Linked DNA regions of Drosophila melanogaster: regions 2 and 3 are each linked to region 1. A link is a contact called in public Hi-C data. All regions are on one chromosome and are shown on one strand. The core of a region is the stretch at or near the end of the contact, and the rest is flanking DNA. Distances in the headings are between cores, read along the strand shown. Region 1 holds the start of CG5674. Region 2 holds the start of CadN (Cadherin-N). Region 3 holds the start of kel (kelch).

The links. Hi-C and Micro-C count contacts between places; a contact is called where the count stands out from the background.
Region 2: a contact with region 1 is called in a Hi-C map of the Kc167 cell line, with 4 times the contacts expected there. The contact joins the promoter of CadN here to the promoter of CG5674 in region 1. A contact is called at or near these places in 8 of 107 Hi-C or Micro-C datasets (the Kc167 cell line, the S2 cell line, cellular blastoderm embryo and 1 more) and 1 of 6 datasets of contacts at active chromatin or transcription factors (the Kc167 cell line).
Region 3: a Hi-C map of the S2 cell line shows a contact between it and region 1, with 2.3 times the contacts expected there. The contact joins the promoter of kel here to the promoter of CG5674 in region 1. A contact is called at or near these places in 30 of 107 Hi-C or Micro-C datasets (the D17-c3 cell line, the Kc167 cell line, the ML-DmBG3-c2 cell line and 12 more) and 4 of 6 datasets of contacts at active chromatin or transcription factors (the Kc167 cell line and the S2 cell line).

The regions. Positions count from the first base shown.
Region 1 is chr2L:17,961,214-17,966,144 of dm6, forward strand. CG5674 reads left to right here and starts at 2,166. Exons shown (of 2, transcript NM_165233.3): 1 at 2,166-2,392. The coding sequence starts at 2,333. btv (beethoven) reads right to left here. Exons shown (of 25, transcript NM_001042904.4): 22 at 4,736-4,931; 23 at 3,296-4,674; 24 at 2,931-3,236; 25 at 1,412-1,803. The coding sequence ends at 1,522.
Region 2 is chr2L:17,776,311-17,781,241 of dm6, forward strand. CadN (Cadherin-N) reads right to left here and starts at 2,030. Exons shown (of 24, transcript NM_165227.3): 1 at 1,905-2,030; 2 at 1,116-1,489.
Region 3 is chr2L:18,136,216-18,141,146 of dm6, forward strand. It overlaps kel (kelch), which reads right to left and starts at 1,868. Exons shown (of 6, transcript NM_165242.2): 1 at 1,262-1,868. The coding sequence starts at 1,716. It overlaps Socs36E (Suppressor of cytokine signaling at 36E), which reads right to left. Exons shown (of 4, transcript NM_165243.3): 3 at 4,228-4,931; 4 at 2,460-3,939. The coding sequence ends at 3,630.

The DNA of each region.
Region 1 (4,931 bases), core at 916-3,415:
TTTATGGCAGATGTGGGGACATATTCGTGTGTATGTACCAGGAAATGGGCGGCAAACACATGCAGATGTCACATTAGCCTTATACTTTAATTAATTTCTAATCCCAGCTCATTGAAGGCGGCTGCAATTAGATGGCGACGCCGTTGCTTGTAGGCTGGCAAGGATTACAAGGATGTGGCCGCTTGGCCCCGACATTTGTCAAACACTAAACACTGAAGAAGCCAAAGGAGGATATCAATTTGTGCATTTGAGTGTAAAGTACGGATTCGCCTGCCCATCAACTGCAAATTAGACATTCAAAATTTAATCGGCAATGCAAGTTTTTGGGGATTTTGGGGCGGGCACATAATTAAGCTGCAACTTTGTGGGGATTATTCAATGCGAATTGGAATCAACCAAAACCACAAGCTTTTAACATTAAATGCGATGAACTATTTGGTTAAGTTGGTAATCCAGCATTGCGGCGGGTGAAATAGTTTAAGGGCCTCATTAATGTGGTTGCGGCTTGGGAATATTTTGGAAATTGATCTTTATGTAGCCTAAATGCATAAGAAGGAGGTCTTTAAACTGTTCTTCCTTGTAGCTAATTGGATTTGAAGTTCGGAGCGGAGTTTATGTATCTTTTGATATACACATTCACTTTATATCCTTACTCAATTACCTTTTCAGCCTTATCGCGCTGCCTAATTCCTTAATCCGCAACTAAATTTCCATTTGAAGCGTAATAAATTATTTATTCTCAATAGCCGACAGCACAACAAGTTGGGAAAGGCGTACAACAAAATCTGAGAAGTCTGCATAGCTAAATTTGCAAAATGTGTTAACAAACTGCCACGCCCACCGATACGAGGCACTGTGATTTGTGCGGAGGGCAATTTATATGCCACAGAAGCCGGCTGCCACGCCCCCTTCTCGGTACCGGGAGGCACTTTACACTCAAATTGTGTTAATTTGCATATTGGAAACTTTTGCCTAATTGAACATAATGCCACTTAATTAAAGTTAAGACAAGTTTTTGACGGTAAAATGGTTTTGGGCCTGGGGGATGTCGGGGATGTCTTGGCAACTAAAAGTATGCCCGACATTTATGGCAGTTTGTTGTTGAAATTTACGGCAATTAGTTTAATATGAGCAGATTATGAGGGACACAGGACGCAATAAAATCCCTTCGGCGGTGGCAAATTAATTTTTAGGGGCATCCCCGAATAAACACAGACACTGAGACATATGGAAATCAATTAGCTCTTCAGAGTCTAAGTCCTCGCCTTAAATGTTTAATGGCCCATTTTTATGTTTGCCTTTGGCTGCCTAATTGTTAGTTGTTTAAATATTTACTTAGAATTAGTTGGGACCCAAATGACAGCGTGTCAAGGGTAGGAAACTAATGTTAAAAGAGTTTCGTTTGGTTTTTATTTAATATTTGCGAAGGTGAATTGCTATTCAAGTGTCAGTCCAACACATTCTTCGCTTCTCTACATATATATTTGAAATATATTGGTATAAAATAATATTGAGTGGTGTTTAATAATCTTCGACTATTAGCGCTGTTCCGGCCAAGAGAATTTGTTCCGCAGTTCCGGTCACAATATCAACATTTAGGTGGCAAATCAATTTGTCGCGACTGCTCCGAGAATATAATGGGAGTTTGGGCTTCGATTCAGCATTTTGCGTGGAATATAGCGAATTTTTGCCGTATTTTGAGGAACTAGTAGTCGTATGACTGACATTTTGTACTTCGTCTTTTATTTTGTACTTGATGTAGAAGGGGTTCGATTTTCCCATTCCACTCTGGGCGCCATCAATCTGTAATGGAAAATGAATAGTGCCAAGTTTAGTTACTAATGAAATACTTAGATATATTCCACATTACATATATTCACAATTGCTAAAAACAAAAAAAAAGGCGAAAAGCGGGTAGATGATTTGCAAAGTTTATTCTCCAAGTCCTAAAATGTATATACAAAAAAATAGTTATTTGTTTTTTTACAGTGTTAGTTCTAGCAGGTACACCCATCAGGGCATAGCGGATGCACTCCCCATAGTCAGCTTCCAAACCGATTATCGATTGGCATCGAATACGTAGATATACAAACGAGAAGGGAAAGTAAAATGTAAGTTTGTGCTCAGAACTGCTTATCGATAGGCATCGGACAAGGTGCCATCTCTAATTCCCCCTCTTGTACCGGAATGTCAATCAAATGAAAACAAAAAAAGCGGCGTGAGAAAACTGAAAAGAACGGGCATCCAGTGCACATTTCAAGCTTAATTTCGATGCATTGAACGGCGGCGGCGCACCGAAAACAGGAGGCGCAGGATTACGGATACGGAAGCTATGGAAACGGCCAGAATGGAGACGGCGATGGAGACACATTTTATGGCCAAAATGGGGAAGGTGAGGAACAAAGACAAGAAGCAAACGGGCAAGAGGGAGAGAAGATGTCATCAGTCTTCGTCCCAAAAGATAAATAAGTATCTTTTGGGATTTTGGATTGGGGGAATCAATTTGGACTATGGATGTATGCATATCTACTATCCAGGTAATCCGTAACAGAGTATTGTTACTGTTACTACTACTACGTGTGCATCCAATTGTATCTGATATAGCAACCTGGCAAAATGTATCCCAAAATTATTTCTCAATGTTTATTGTATTTACTGTAACGCTTCTCGAGGGCTTATGATATTTAATGGTTATCCCCAACTTAACCAATGCGCCATCTACCGCGAATATTATAGTTATGGCAATTTCTTGGCTGATTATCCTGCGATTAGTTAAATTTCCTTTTATGGCTTCGAAATATATTCTTAGTCGCTAAAGAAGAAGACATAGAAGACATAACCCCTTGAATCATGAGTAAGTGGCTTGCTGAATTTGATTTCACAACTTGATGTCAAAACATTATCGGTTAAAGATACTAATTCTTACTCACCTTTAGCGGCGCCAGCTTGAGTATTATGTCCGAAGAATCACTTTCCAAGTTTGAGGAGCCGCAAGTTTGCAACTCCAGGCGTTCGGTGGAAACTGCCAGTTTTCGAGACTGCAGCAGCTTTAAACAGGACAACAGGTTCTCACAGTTAAACACCTGGACGAAATTGATATCCTCTACAAAATCCAGATGCATTTGCTCCCGGAATCGAAGTTCGGCAGCCTGGGCTCGAACGATTAGGGCTCTTAAAAAGTCCACGGCACTGTTGCTGCCAGGTCCAGGCCATAGTTTAAGCCAACTGGCAGGAATCTATGAATTTCAGTTTATTATGCATTTTCAAGTTACGTTACTGTACCCCAGTTTCTTACCTGCTGTTCTGCCAGAGTTCTCAGAGTGCTGCCATCCACCTCCTGCGACTCCTTAAGCCAGGCATGCATCTGCGACAAAGTCTGGTGAACTATGCCGTAGAGATCCGCCCCTAGTTTCAGTTCAGCCAGCACAAAAAGTGCCCAGGGAGATTCACCCACATCAGTTTTTGCCTCCTTCATAGTCTGGATTATGGTACACGAAGCCGCCAACTTTCTCCATAGATTCAGTAGGGGTTTAATTTGCTGTTCCAGCTTCTGACGACCAGTGAGCTGATCGTTTCCCTTAGACTCTCCTGCTCCTCCAGAATCCTTAGCCAAGCCTCTTCCGTAATGCAATCCCCTGAGTTCCTTTATCACTCTTTTGGCCTGTTCAATTTCGCGTTGCTGTTGTGCCTGATTGGCCAAACCATACATACTGGGCTCATCTGTGTCAGGAAGTTTCTCCAATGCAGCGTAGTAGTCCTGCAGTTGACCGCTAGTTGGTATGGATAGAGATAATCCAAGAGGTGACCAACGATTGCTTAAGACGTCCGCTGAACAAAACTGGTTCAGATAGGTTGTGAGTATCTCCAGATCCCTCTGATTATTTACTCTTCCGCCATAAGCGAGGGCTTCACTGAGACGTTGCATCAGCAACCAATCGCATTTTCCTGAATTAAGTTGCTGATCCATCATTCTTAGGATACCCAGAGCCGCTTTTAGATCTGCCTCACCGAATTCATAGTATTTTGACCAACCTTGTGGTATAAACTGTCGCCTTTGTTGAAGCACAGCTGTTAGGACAAAATAAACCAGTCTCATCTTGAGGCTCTTTGGTTGGTTTTTAAGCTTTTGATCCTGTTCAGCAGCGAAGTTCTGGAGCAAACGCATCACAATCTGCTTTAGTCCCTTAGGCTGCTCATAACGTACTTTAAGGCATTTATAAATGGCAGCTTCGGAAAATCCCTCGGTTGATTCGCACAATAGCCACAATCGAAAGTCTTTCGATTTTTGAATTTCACTTAATTCCCTTTCCATTTGAGTTAGAAATTCCGGCACCAAATGGACATTCTTAACGCATAACCAGTGGCCATCTATGGCAGCCTGACGCATTTCGGAGAGAACTCTTTTCTCAACACCTTTTCCAATAGCCATTTCTCTATACTTTTGATTGGCCCACTTTCTCAATTCAGTTGTTGGATCATTTTCCGCATGACTAACCATCAAAATCGGGCGATCACAGCTGCTCTGCTGCAGCAACTGCTCCACAGAAGGTTGGGTGGAGGCATCTGGGGAAATTCCCAGCAGATCGCTACTCACTTTTCGCAGTTGGTGAAGCATCAAGTCGGGTCGGAAAATCTGAGCAATAAGCACACGCTGGAAGCTGGACCCCAACGCAGCTGTAAGTTCGAAAATAAATCTGAATAAGATGAAATTAACTAAATTATTTCTACAACTTACGTAGCACATCATCCGCTTGAGCCTCAATGAATCCGCGCCAGATATAGTCCTTCTCCAACTGGAGCTTGCTTCGCAAATCTGGGAACAATTGGAGTAACATAGCCAGCTTTAATTGCGCTTCCTTGGGCATGCAGTCGGGCAGTTTTCCAAGCTGACTTAGCACCATACTGCCATCAGAACTACCCATGAAATTGTT
Region 2 (4,931 bases), core at 780-3,279, 190 kb before region 1:
ATGAAATAATATAATAAAATATTATTTGAATATGTATCTAAAAGAACAATTAAGAAATTGAGCTTTAGATAGTTTGAGTTTCAGGCATTCATCATAACCCTAATATTTTTAGTACATTTAGCACCTTGATGTTATTTGATTTCATACATATATATCATATTGCGTAGGTGTTTCGTATTGTTTTCCGTGTAGCTAAGGGGCCTTGCCACGCCCCTTTCGAGCTGCCTCCCACGCACTGAGTGTGTGTGTGTGCAAGTGGGTGCCATAAGTCAGATTTATGTGTGCAAAATATTTGCTGGGGTTTCGGCTTGTCCCTATGCACTTTACCCTTCTCCAAGGCGGTGGGCGTAGGGGCGTGGGGGCGTGGCAGAGCCTAGTTTTACTGTTATGCTGCTGGCGCTGATGTCTAATATGATTTGTGGGCCTTGTTAAAAAGTTTCCCTCCAAGGCGTTGTTTGTTATTGTCTCTGGTTGAACGTGGCCAGAAGTTGACATTCCAGTGACTGTCAAAAGAAAAATAGCTACTAAGCTAAGGAATGCATCAAGTTGGAGATTTTGTTTCACGGATAAAGTTTCTTTTTCGAGCAAAAGAAATTGTAGATGTGTGTGACAAAAAGATTTGAATTAAAGTGATGAATACGGAAAAGTGACAGAAATGCTGACAGCAAAAAACAAATATAATCTAACACATTATTTAAATTTATTAACAGAAATGGAAAATGTAAATGATGAGTTAATATTAATATGCCTTAAGCCCACAAAATATAACACTATATTTCAAAATAAGTCTATCACATCTGCATTCCATCCCATTTAATCTGGATAGCACACCAGAAATATAGTAAAAGTATCTGCAAGAGTAGCCTGTAGCCATTTGACTTGAAACGAACTGTTAAAACATTAAGCCAAATTACTGAAATTACATCAAAGAAGATAAAATCTTCGAAAGTACAGAAAAAGAAGACGAAAACTGGGAGATTGTAGCCATTAAATAAAAGATACTTTTACGCCGACGAGCAACCGAGAAGATTGCACAGGCGGCGAAAATATTTCACAACAAATGCATAAATCACAATTTGTTTGCCGGTATTGAAGATATCTGATGGAATGCTTACCGCCAAGGGAAATAATCCAATCCAAAAAATTGAAGGCGGCTATAAAAAAGCACAACGAATATACAAACACTTCGAATTTCCGAATTTTATTTATCTCTTGATTTCGAGTCGCTGCTCAATCGCTGTGGCATTCAAATGCATTTCACTTGCGGGCGCCCAAAATAAACACTTCATTATTAGAAACACATGCAACGCACTTTTAGCAGGGGGCAAATCTCCAAAGGGCTGGTCTTATTTCAGTTCTTATTATTTTCGGTTGTATGTATTGCATGGGCCCGCCTTGAGGGCGAATATTTAAAAATATACAATATTTTTTTTCCTTCTCTATTTTCTCACATCACTGCACTTTAGCATTCTGCTGCTCTTGTTTTCCTCTGTCGATTTTTGCACACGCAACGGAAATGCTAGGGAGAGATGCAAATGTACGGTAACGGGATTGGGGCTCCAAAATGAAAAGGAAAACGCACTGCGCTCCAAAAATAGATTTAAAGGCAATCGAAAATGGGGAAACTTTAACGTAAGCAAACGGCGCAAACACACCGGGAATAATGCTTAAGATTAATTTTATTATTCATCTAATAAAGAAAGTACTATACAAACATATGTTGAAATTCTTAAAAATGCAAAACTAACACTTTAATAATTATATTAATTTTAATTTTATGTATATTTAATTTTATGTGTATTTATGTAAGTAACAAGTTATATTTGGCTTTCCTTCTCACTCCGCAACCCCAATTTATGCCCACATTTTGTGTACATCCGCGACCGTTCCTCAATTTTCCGCACCTTCTTTGTTTAACTCCTTCGTCAACACACTATTATTTTTTTTAAACAGCATGCACTTTTCACGCGCTCTCCCGCCAATAAAAGCAGCTTTTCCGACCGCTTTTCCGTCTTCACCGAAGCTTCCCGCTCGCGTGTTCAAATCGAACTGAAAAGCGAGGAATAAAAACAAATGATCCGATGCTGATCCGCTCTGCTCGTATCTTCTGCCTCGGAAGAGCGTCTAGGTTGTTATTCTTGTTTTGTGCGCTCCATCGCGAGACAGAAAGAGATGGATGGACGAAGAAAGAAGGGGAGCGCTGACGGGAGCGAGTTCATCCGTGGTGCCGGTAAAATGAATGCTTTTGTTTATGTTTTGAATGAACACCCGGCTTTTGCATATACACTAGAAAAAATATTAGGGAACTCTGTAGGTTATTATGACGAATATACTTGAAAGAAAACGATATTTGAAGGTGTCAGGAGTGGAAGTGGCCAATTGGTAATCCCGAAAACCGACTCCCAATTAGTAAAATAATTTAGATATTAGGGCCTCCAAAACAGTATATTGAATACTACATATAAAATCGGTTATATTAAAAGACCTCTAATATGCACGTTTTTTCTACGTACCATCTTTTCTATATTATATTCACGATATCCTTATCTGAATGAATACTGAATGAATATGAACATCGACTTATCCATAAACTATAGAATCCAGAAAGTTGAGAATAAAGCATTCCCATTCTAGTGAGGCCTTCTCAACAAAAGTTTATCCAAGCCATTGAAATGATTACTTAAATATACTTTGGGGTTAACCAAATTTCTAGGTGATCAGCTTAGATATTCTACGAATTTGTTTAATTATGTTTGCACATTTTTGATGATTACCGTGGAAGCGAGCTCAAATTGGTTTCGAATGATCTGCTGATCCCATAAATCAAACTTTTCTATGTTTGTTCTCACGCTGAACTTATAAGACCGGACTTGGCACCGTTATCTAAACGTAAGCAACCTTGAAACATTTGCGCTACTATGCGGTCAGCTGTTGGTCATTAGCCACATGATGAGGCGAAAACGAGGCTATTAAAAAACGCTTGGGTAAAAAGCTGTCACATCGAAATGTGCAAGTGAAGATGACAGAGAGGGCAGATCCCGAAGGAAAGAGACAGCCGCCCATCGGCAAGTGCACTAAAATGCAGCAGTGTTTTCACAATGAAGTGACCCACAGACAACGAATGTCATGCATGAGGAGGAACCAGTTTTCCAGTTCGAAAATGTGTGACAAATATGAAAGGCGATCGACGCTGAGATATTGATGTTGGGCAACAACAAAAGTCGGGATCCAGATATATATATTTAGTCGTCTGTAGTCGACGAGACAAAGCCGCCGACAGGCAGAAAGCTCTTAGATAATCATCTCTTTGAAATCGCTGACAAAGCAAGCGCAAAATGGTAAAATAAAATGTTGGCAACGGAGGGGGAAATGAAAACAAATAAATAAGAATTCCTTTCAAGCGTAACGGAAGTCGTTGAGAGCTAAATGGTCAACGGGCCAGTGGGCAATGATTAAGAACGGGCTAACAAGCTGTCACCGGATGCTTAAGTCGGCTAAGTTGAGGGGCTTATAGCCGAAATTCGAGAAGCACTTCCATGTAGACTTCATTTTGAATGTCTATTTCTCGAAGTGTTAGCACATTATTTACATCTCAGAAAAGATCTTAGATGTGTTGAACTATCGATTCGAGCAAATTATTATGAATTATGATTATAGGTATATTTTATCAAAGGAAAACGGTTACTTCTTAATGAATATAATTCCTACTGTAGCTTAAAAGTTTTATTAAAATTTTCAGAATATTTAAATAAGTATGCAAGATATAAAAACACAACATTGCTTATTTAATACGAACACAGCGTTCTGGTTTCGTTTCGTTTTTCGACTAATTTTCTATTAATATTAAACATATACCAAATCCGCGCCTCTATCCAAATAATTAGACATATTTATGTGTTCATAAATATCTCAGATATGATTCCACTTTTTCCCAATTCTTTGGCTCCGTTAAAATATATTTCTTTCAATCCAGTTTTGCTTTGGCTCAAATCAAACCTTCGGCAGCTTTTAATTAAAATGCGATAAAAGTGAGAAAATTCGTTGCGGTTTGTCTAAATGGGCACCCAAAAAAGGCAATCAAACGCCCAAAATGAAAAAAGAAACCTCGATGGTGTATAAATATGTGAGTGTGTCGATAGGGGAAAATCAACGATTTCTTATCCCGCTTTTGGTGCGCACTTATTTATGTAAATCTTGTCGCCCTCAACGGAAAGCCGTCGTCCCAGTGGGCAAACATCTAAAATGCATTTGTGGAGCAAACGGAGTCCGATTAACAAAAAAAAACATAGGAGAAAAACCCAATCGCAGGCAATCCAATTCGAATCCAAGCCAATCCGATTCCGATGGCCACTCGAGACGTCGTTGGCAAAAGCCTATTGAATAATTTTCGATTTGATTTTCGTTACAGATGCTGTTTGAATACCCCCTTGCCGCACCTACTCTTCCCCATTCGATTCATGACTTATTCACTTGATTTTACTTGATTTTCCACTTTATGACGGACTATGTGCCAATGTTGGCCAAAACCCCTAAAAGGAGGCAAAATGTATTGAATTACTGCGAAGATTTTATTTACCATTTGGCTGTGATAAATGGTCTGCTAGATGTATTTTTTTACTACCAGATCATTAATCAATGCAATATTTGCTTATTGTTCGCTGAAAGTTTAAGATGGATTTGAAAATGTAATAAGAAAAGATACATAATCTGAACTCCATGCCACACACTAACTTTACACCTTATCCTCATTGTATGTGTTGAATTAAAAGGGAGCTTAATTTTTAATCTTTCCCAAGACTCGCTTACTCATCGCCATTTTTGTAAGCCAGTGGAATGTAATTAATTTTTTAAGCGCTGCACGTTTTTCGTTGAAACAATCAAAAGATATTGACTTTAAAATGAGGATGCGCATATTACCCTGTTTACAGACC
Region 3 (4,931 bases), core at 618-3,117, 170 kb after region 1:
AGACGGGGATGCTATTAACTGTGCAAATTATGGCGCCATTAAATGATGATGACTACTCGAAAAGACTAAGATCTTTTGTCTTCAAAATCGTAAGGTGTTATAATTATAACCCAATAAAAAAAATCTCATAGAATATACACCTCACGAAATATTTGTGTGATTCAATTCCCAATCAAAAAGCAATCCACATTACAACGCTCGGCTTACTTTTTGGGTTATACCACATTCACTTTCGCGCCGAATACGATATGATTGGTCCGAAAAAAAAAACTCGTTTTATGTAAGCTACCAATAAATTTTCCATACGCCCAGTAGTTTTCCAAAAAGTAAGCAAAGGCGGAGACGCGGAAGCGGAATCGAAATGCGATTCGAAAACGAATATCATTTTTGGCCGCAACCAAGTTCAAGGTCGTGGCCCAATGCGAAACCCGAAGGCGTAAGCAACTCATCATAATAAAAACTAGACAATAATTAATGCGAATGGCCCCACGACAAAAGCGGCGGCAAATATTCGTTTATACATATGTAGTGTGCAAACACAAATATTAGCAACGGCCAGATAAACAAAGCGAACTGCGCAAATATGCGAGAGACGATCATCTGACATTTTCAGAGATTTTATTTTCGCATCTTGGCCCAAATCTCAAAGCTCGAGAGCCAGTCGGTCCACCTGTTCCCGTCGAACACGCAGGGATTGAATCATGCGCCTTTGTCCGGGAACAGAGGAGATGAGTTTATAATAGAGTGTAGTTAGCACAGTTCTATTTATATTAAGTTGAGGTAGGTCGTCATATTTAACAACTGAAAGTTTTAGTGGTAGAAACTCAGATCAGCTTGTTTTGTCAAGGAAATAGTAACTGGGAAATAGCTGACACCTTTTTAGAACCTGAACGAACGTTCAGCTGGTTTGCTGTTGAGCAAACAAATGACATTTGAAACATTTTTCGAACCGTTGTAGGTGTGCTTATTTACATAATCAGGCTATAAAATCACATAGATCTAATTCTGCATATCATTAAAAGTCCTATGTGGGTGCTGTGTGTTCTATTCTCCAGGGCAGGTACAAAATAACCAATGTTCTACCTAAGGTTTTTAAAACCTCTCACAGGTAGGAATTAGGATATAATACTATTTGTGGATCTAAATATACTGCCTTAAGGTCTTTAGAAACCCTGGCTACTTCTTTATGATGCTTAAGGACTTAACCAAATTTTATAGTCGTACGAACTGATCCTTCGACAGGATCTCGTGCCATCCTTACTTTCTCATCTCGTTCATGGCGTCGAAGGAGCGCGCCGTATGCTGTTCATTGCTGTACTGCCCCACAGTGCCGCGCTCCTTGCCATTTGGCCGCTGGACGTGCTTCTGGGAGCTCTCGTCCAGGGAGTTCTGGCTGGCGTAGCGCAGAAGGCAGCTGCCCCGCTCCAGGCCACTTCCCTCGGCGGCGGGATTCTGATGGTGGTGGTGCTGCTGCTGTTGCTGCTGCAGCAGGCGGTTGCGCTGCTGCATGGCTGCCACGCCCACTGCGGCACCTAGTCCGGGCGGTGGCGCCACGAACTCCGCTCCCGCTCCGCCTTCATTCTGTGCTGGTTGTTGTGGGTTCTGACCCTGTTGTTGTTGCTGCTGCTGCTGGTTGTTGTTGTTGCTGTTGCCATTGCTTAGGTTGCTCATAATACCGATCGTATATTTGGTTAGCAGCGCACTCAGAGCTATCATCCGAAACGGATCGGAAACGGAAGTCGCAGCGAATCGAAGGTGCCTCGCCTGGTCCGAAAAAACAAACCGAGGTGGTGAAAAATTGTACACTTTTTGGACGCGACCAGAGCAGTGTGACCAGCCTCGGGTTGGTCGCAAGTTACCACTAGCGATGAATACTCATCGATAGTCCGATAGGCATTTTCAACCAGTTCTCACTGAGCTGGCTTTGTTTCCAACTATAAAATTAATGATAAAGTCATTTAATTTTTGAATTTTTGTAATTCACTTGAATTACATCTTAAATATGACCTCTCCCCTTTAATTTTTATTTATACGTACGTTTCAAAAAGTGTGATTTTTAAATTGATATACAAACTAATATTCCACATTTACCTAAACTTAAAAAAAGCATACCTAATTCATCTTATAAAAATATATAAATAAAATTGCAAAAAGATTACAAATATGCGACACAGAATTCATTAAGATTGCATATTCGAATTCCATAAAAGAAAGTAAAAAAGGTTTAGTTCAGCATAATCTTGATAGAATATCTATAGATATTTTATAGATATAAAATAAAATAAATAGAAATCTATAGATTTTAGTTGATTACTCTCATTTTATAAAGAATTCACGACTTTATAATGAAAATAACGAATGAGTTAAACATTCATTTGTTAAAGATATTAAAATACATCAATCATTTGGGTTGATTATGATTCCACACTTCTGATTCAAAACACACTTTGAGATTTTTTCTAATATCTTGATCAACTTTATTTGTTTGACTCTTTTTTCGATTTTGTTTTTGAATATTGATACGCATGCTCATCAACATGTGAGATATGTAAAATACATTAAATAGGTATTGGAAACAACTGCTTATTGAATGTTTACGAATAACAGCAACCACCTAGGTAGGAATACATGATTTATAATTCATTATATTAATATAGCTACAGCTTAATGCGAAAATCGGTAGTATTTACAAATGCTCTACACGTGTACAACTGACGGGTTTTTTCTTTTTAAACAAAGCACTCGCTTGCGAACGAAATCACTTCGAATAAATAAATAAAGTATATTCATAAATAGGCGAAAATTACATTTGGAAATTTGGCTAATGAGAGAGTTTTACACTAACTAAGCTGCATTCGTATCTCGTATTTACACGTAACAGTAACACATCATTTAGATTCCATACTTCAAATAAATACAATGAAATATTACAAGAATACCAGCGATTACGAAAAGCTCGATTGGCCCTTCTTTTTGCAATACTTATGTGTGTAGGAGAGAGGGTTGCTTTAGATAATAATACTTAGTTTATAGTACAATTAGCTAACTGCGATTTCGATTCTACATTCTACCAGCTCGCTTTCAAGAGTGCCACAACTCAAAAATCCGTCCGAGCTGCATTCCAATAGGTGAGATATATATGGTGAACATTTGGTTTTTGATCCATGACAGTCTTGTAGTAGCGAGCTAGCGATTTTGTTATGTGGCTTCGCGTTTGATCTTTTAACTTATGGTGGCGGCACACGCTGCACTGGGATTGTCTCAGTTTGAGTTTTGGTTTCTGGGTTCTGTTTGCCCCTCCGTCCACGTCCTGATCCTCAGGAGGAGTTGGAGTGACGCTCCGGCGTGGCGACAGTCTTCTGGTAGCAATTCAGATTGGCCGACATCCGACCAAAGGCGGCTGCCATGCGGTTGGGCAGCCTGCTGAGGTGCTCCTGAAGATTGGACGATCTGGATGAGGACGGAGCCGATGGGCCCGACGCCGTGGTGACCTGCTGCAGCTGGGCCACCACCTCGGCGTGCTGAACGTAGGAGACCCGTATGTTGACCCCCTCGTCGTCGTCCTCGTCCACCTCGCTGCCGCTCTCCACGTCCTCGTAGTAGGTGAAGCCCACCTGCTGCTCCTCCCGCTATACATTGCCGTAGTACGGCATCGGGGTGTTCTGGTCGATGGGCTTGACGCGCAGCTTCTGCTTGTAGTGATACTCCTTAAGGTAGCTCTTCAGCCGACCGGGCAGCTCCATCTGGTTGATCCCGTCGTAGCTGGTGTTGGACACAATGGTCGCCCGGGAGAGCTGCTGCAGGGAGAAGGTCTGCCTTCTGTGCAGGGGTATCGTCAGGCAGGGCTCGAAGAACATCACGCAGGCGGGGTCCTTGTAGTGCTCCAAAAGTCCTGTCACCGTGGGCGCCGTGAACACACACGGATCGTGGCAGTCGAAGCTGTAGAAGAATGGATATCGTTAGTCACCAGTTTGGATTTCAAGGTGCTGTGGAATTTCGAGTTTTGAAATATTTAAAAAGTTTAAATGAACAAATGTTGGATTTTCAACAAGTGCTGTCTTCAAGTCTAACATTGTTGCGATAAAATGAACTCATTACAGGCAGCGACGACTCATCAATATAATTTAATCGGAATTACCAGGAATTGTCTATCATATTTCAATGACTCGCCCATGCATGTCAGCTGCGGATTCCGAGAAATCCGTTGAGATAAGGACTAGTGCTCACCTGAACTTGTGACCGCTCTGCTCGATGCGAGCGTGCAGTGACCTGCCGTACTTCCGGAATGTGACCGAGAAGAGGAACTCCTCCTGGGCGGAGTCGCGCAGCAGGAACGTGCCCTCCGGCTTGCCCTCGAGCAGGTGCTCCGCCTCGTAGCGGTCCATCTTGCCCCAGTAGAAGCTGCTGTTCGTGATCTTCTCGAGATCGGGAACCAGGCAGTGCATGAAGTCGATTTGCGAGTGCACGGTCATGTTGCGGGCGGCTCCGATTCCGGCATGGCCAGCCCCTCCGGCGGGGGCGACCGTGGCCAGGGGACGTGGCCGGGGCGGAGTCTGGGGCGACTGGGGGGCGGGCTCGGTGACCACAGTTACGCGGCCGCCATTGGGCGACTCGACCACGAAGCCCGGCGATGTGATCCGAATGATGAGCTGATGATGGTGATGGCTGGCGTCCGGAACGGCGACGGAATTTCGTATCCTTTGGCTCTGCATCCGGCGCTGTGAGCCACCACTCGATGTGCCCAGCGTGGGCGGTGTGGAGCGGCGGTCAGCTGTCCGGGATTTCCTCGGAACCATCGCCACCACCGCAGCGGCATCCTTTTTATTGCTCACGGAACTGCTGCTGCTCGGCAGCATATCCCTTAATCCTCGGATGGCGTCGCGGCACTTGCACTTGCAGCATCGTCGCTTCGAGGATGTGGATGTGGACAC